Regions from separate parts of the Danio rerio genome. Here region 2 is linked to region 1. Evidence: chromatin contacts called from public HiChIP or PLAC-seq data. All regions are on one chromosome and are shown on one strand. Each heading gives the region's core, a stretch centred on a gene start, on an enhancer-like site or on the middle of the called end of the contact. The rest is flanking DNA. Distances are from core to core; before and after follow the strand shown.

Region 1 (2,599 bases), core at 34-2,533:
TTAAAAATTGTCATTTCTAAATTAATTATTCTAAATTACTATTCAATTTCCCAATGATGGGCTGCAGCTGGAAGGTCGTGCGCTGCGTAAAACATGGATAAGTTGGCGATTCATTCTGCAGTGGCGACCCCGGATTAATAAAAGGACTAAGCTGAAAAGAAAATGAATGAATGAATAATTAATATTTAATATATAGGAGACTATTTTCCAATAAACCTAGAATGTATCAGGGTATCCGCTGGGTCTTAAAAATTCTTAAAATGTCTTAACTCTCAAAGGCTAAGTTTAAGGCCTTAGAAATCAACTGAAATGTTGGGTTTTAGGTCTTAAATATTTTTTTACACGTCTTAATGTTCCTTTGTTCATGTACAGCTAACCAATCTGGCCATTAACCCCCCTACAATCACCACAACCCATCTCAATCTATTTTAACTTAATATTTTAAAAGAGCATTTAATTACTTTCCTTACAGTAATATTTGATTAAAAGTCCTTCATTTATTTACTGCTGAGGATATACTGACCTGACCAGTGGTTCAAACAGAATTATTATTGTTGTTTTATTGTTAAATGTATTAAATTTTAATAATTTTTTGATATGGCAAATCTTTTCTAACTAGGGTATTTGAAAAAAAATCCTTAGCATTTAGCTCTGTACAAGTCTAAAATTTCATTCATAATAGTCTTTAAAAATGACTTAAGAAGTTTTACATTTAATTTGGTGAAACCTGCAGAAACCCTGATATATTTATATATTTATTATTATTTTATTTTAATTTTTTGAGACAAAGTTCTAGGCGCCGTGGTGGCTAAGTAGGGAGTGCTGTCGCCTCACAGCAAGAAGGTCGCTGGTTCAAGCCTTGGCTGGGTCAGTTGGCATTTCTGTGTGGAGTTTGCATGTTTGCCCGTGGCTCCGGTTTACCCCACAAGTCCAAAGACATGTGGTACAAGTGAACTGGGTTAGCTAAATTGTCCGGAGTGTATGTGTGTAAATGAGAGTGTATGGATGTTTCCCATAGATAGGTTGCAGCTGGAAGGGCATCCGCTGCGTAAAACATGCTGGATAAATTGGCGGTTCATTCCACAGATTAATCCAGATTAATAAAAGGGACTAAGACACTATATATATATATATATATATATATATATATATATATATATATAGATATATATATATATAGATATATATATATATATATATATATATATATATATATATATATATATATATATATATATATATATATATATATATATATATGACTTGAGCAAGATACCTCGTTCCTACTTTCTTTTAACCTTTTTATGAACAATATTTAAATGTATGTCAACATCTTTGACAGCAAGAGTCTGTTAAAAATAATATGTAAATTGACCACGAGCAGACACTTTAACCAATCATGATGTTTTCTGTTCCGCAAAACATCCATATATGGAAACCGGAAGCTTAGAAGACAACAGACTTTAAAGCGAATTTAAAAAATGTAACGACTGTTTTTACCTCGATCACATGTCAGCATCGACATACACAGCTCAAACCCTAATAAACTGTTGACTATGACAGGGTACAGACACCATGAAAGCAACAGCAACGAGGAAAACACGTTAGGAAAGTTATCTGTGGCAGGTAAGAACTTCGAAAGCTGTATAACGAACCACATTAGTGTTGTCCTGTTTGATTTCGTATAGCGTATTGTTTGGTCATTTCGAAAGTGAAAAATCTACAAATAATTATCGGATAAACATTCGTATACCATTCGTGTTCTTCAGAATTTACTCCAACTTGTCACATAACACCGGCCAGGATGTTTCAAGCAAGCCTATTAACTGCTTGATTAACTGGCTCATGATTGTGCTTGATGCTAAGCTGGCCATCCAGAATCGTGTTTGGGCATCCCTGCCCTATACAAATGAATTGTATTGTGAAAAGCTGAGGTACGAAAGAACAATGTCACATTTTGGCCACAAGATGTCATCATTGTTCAATGGTTAAAAAATGTGACACGCAGTATCATCTTCATTATTTGAATGCATCCACACGTTTCTCCGGTGAAACTGTACTAATCATCGTCAGGTCCATTATAACGATAGGCTACATTGATTCTGCGCAAATTCGACACACACAACCACACTCTTCGATTAGACATTCATGTGAATTTGTGTTTTATTTGAGTTGCACTGAATAGAAAATATTAATAGATTTCTAAATGCGTGATCACATTATATGCTATTGGAATGAGCTCGTTAAATGTAACATTTTTCAGTGCACTGTATAGGTCAATTGAATAAGCCTAGATTCGTGTCACCTATGAGGACAGTTTTAGTCTTCTTATTTATTCTCTATTCATACTTATCACTTGAAAAGTTTAACCGTATAGAACATGTTTAAAATGTAGGTTAAGCATTTTTGAAAACACAATGATCAATAAACCACAACAAAAAGCTTATATTTCAGCGTTTAATCAAGGACATTCATTTTCTATAAAACATCCAATTGCATTAAGACATTATATCTCATTTGACTTACACATTCAGAGTAAATAAGGACAACATCATATACATGAAAACATCAAACGAGCGAAAGAAAGCCGTGACTCTTA
Region 2 (2,599 bases), core at 45-2,544, 490 kb before region 1:
ATGGTCTTAGCATATTTCCTGTTTTACATGTTTAACTTGTATAGCTTCCGAGAATCCAAAAAGAGCCACATATTGATAAATAATGTTATGACAGCGGTTTTAACATTATGATATGGTTGAAGTGCCTCTTTTACAGTTATGAAATAGTTTGATAACAAGCAGGAAATGTTCATAAAATACAGAATGAGATTGTTCAGTAATGCACATAAAATAACATTTCAAATATGTTAATTTAGATTTTCTTGAAAGGTGGATTAAAAAAAATGAATTATTGAACTGCTACATGAATTTGAGCAATCATATGTAATTTATTTTCTTTTAAACTATAAAACTTAATTAAATCAATAGTTTCAAGTAGTGTATTTAATTGTTATGCAACTGTAAATGCAAGAACATAAAACAGGGCATAATGCACTGTTTATATAAAGGATGTATTTATTCATTTATTATTTAATTATTTGTAATTTACAGTCATTTATTGTTATTTATTTTTAACAGTATTTTAAATTATGCATTAAGGAAATCTATGCATAATTGTTCTCGAGACAAGCAACTCTGATGTGTTTGGTTTCCTCTTTTTTTTATTTATTTAGTCGTTTAGTTAATTTAGTATATTTATTTATTTTTCCCCAAAATAACTGTTTGGCATTAGTAAACTTAGACTAACAACCCTCGTTTGATCGTCTTTTAATTTCTGAGTTGCCAAAGCACACCTGAATACGATTAATATTAGGCTACTTTACTATTTGAGTAGAATTCACCTCGCAAAAACGCAGCATGTTACAACAATACACTTGTATCTTTGTAAGAAATACGAGATATATGATTGAAACATTGTATTTAACATACAAGATACATTGTAACAGCATTTGGGTAAATAAATGCAGATATAATGTTTTACTTATTTAAATATCCATTACGTTTTACTTATTTAAATCTCCATTACGCTCCGTCGCGGAGCAGCAACAGAAAAAAAAACATATTCAAATAGCAACCACTTACCTTTACAGCTTTCAGACGCATTAAGTACAAATAGGCAATTAATTAAATACCGCTTGTGCTTTATTATTAATATGCATAACTTGGGAGGCGCTAATTTCATCAATGGCCAATAGCATTCTCGATTCTACGGCGCGTCACGTCGTTATGGCTGGTGACGTGTTACGCTTGCGGAACAGGGTGTCAGCGTCCTCCTCTCTGCGGCTGAAGCAGCAAAATTTGAAGCCAGAATTATAGGCTAACAACCATACATCTATCCTCGTATGCAATAACAACATCTTGAATGAATTTGGGATGGCTGCGACCGACTGGTACGCGCACAAGTCGCTGGAAAACGGCGTGTTTTGGATCCAGGAACGGTTTTATGAATCGGGGAACAGGGCGAATATCTGGCTCATTCGCGGTTCTCATCAGGACGTCGTCATAGACACCGGCCTGGGTTTACGGAGCCTGCCTGAATACATCCAAGAGAAATCGCTGCTCGGGGACGACGCGAAGCGTAAAAACCCGCTGTTGGCCATCGGCACACATGTGCATTTTGATCATTCGGGTGGGCTGCATCAGTTTCAACAGGTGGGCGTGCACAAAGCGGAGGTGGACGCTCTGGCCAACGGTGACAACTTCGAGACCGTGACATGGCTCTCTGACCGCGAGATTGTGGAGGTTCCTTCGCCTGGATGGAGAGCCAGGCAATACAGAGTGAAAGCGGTCACACCAACCCATATATTACAAGAAGGTGGGCTTGTAATTACTTGTAACTACTGTGCCAGTGTATGCAACATTATACGTTTTAAGCACATTTTTTATGTGTGCATGCATTTATGCACCGTTGCAGGGTTCAAGGCATAATCTATTACAGTAGTAAAATACACTGAATTGCATGACTTCATTCTGGGCATCCTTATATAATATCTTTTTGAAGAGCTCCAGAGAAAGATCGAAACAAATCAGATCATGCTAAACTCACCAGAGGACATGTCAGTGGTTAGTGAAAACCAAGCCGACTGTCTAATGTGGCTTTATAATCTGCCTGATGGTGGAGAATGCAGCATTATAGTGGACCACTGGCAGAAACCCAGCGGATGCAGAGTAAACCACACATGACCTCCTCCCCGTAATTCTCAGTCAATGGACTACTCTGCAGTGAGTTGTACTCAGTGGTGGAAAAAGTACTGAAAAATCATACTCAAGTAAAAGTACCTTTACTTGCCTTAAAATGCAGTGCAATTAGATTAAAATTATATGTTGTAAATCTTACTCAAAGTATGAGTAAAAAGTAGCTCTTTAAAAAGTACTCAAGAGTAGTGAGTATTATGCCGTGAAAAGCTGATGCGTTTACATGTAATTTGTGTATGTGTGTAAACGTAACATTCTGTAGTGCATCTAGTTATAGCCCAGCAGGTACACAACGCCATAAGACGTTATTATTAGGTTTGACTTAGGTTGTGATGTCAGTTGACCAAAATTCAATGGCTAGCCAGCGTTTAAGGACAACATTATTTCGATGTCCAATAATGACTTCAAGTGATGTTGATATTTGGATGGTTTTTAGGCTGTTAGAAAGTGACCAAAATCCAACATCAAGCCAATATCTTTAACC

Evidence for each region. HiChIP or PLAC-seq counts read pairs in DNA pulled down with a chosen protein or histone mark.
Region 2: an H3K4me3 HiChIP or PLAC-seq map of embryo shows a contact between it and region 1, with 7 times the contacts expected there. The contact joins the promoter of mblac2 here to the promoter of si:ch211-202e12.3 in region 1. A contact is called at or near these places in 2 of 18 Hi-C or Micro-C datasets (caudal fin and embryo) and 1 of 4 datasets of contacts at active chromatin or transcription factors (embryo).

The regions. Positions count from the first base shown.
Region 1 is chr5:52,234,117-52,236,715 of GRCz12tu, reverse strand. It overlaps si:ch211-202e12.3 (a long non-coding RNA gene), which reads left to right and starts at 1,283. Exons shown (of 6, transcript XR_012406334.1): 1 at 1,283-1,626.
Region 2 is chr5:52,722,106-52,724,704 of GRCz12tu, reverse strand. mblac2 (metallo-beta-lactamase domain containing 2) reads left to right here and starts at 1,294. Exons shown (of 2, transcript NM_001123267.1): 1 at 1,294-1,735. The coding sequence starts at 1,294. It also overlaps a transcript of polr3g not described here.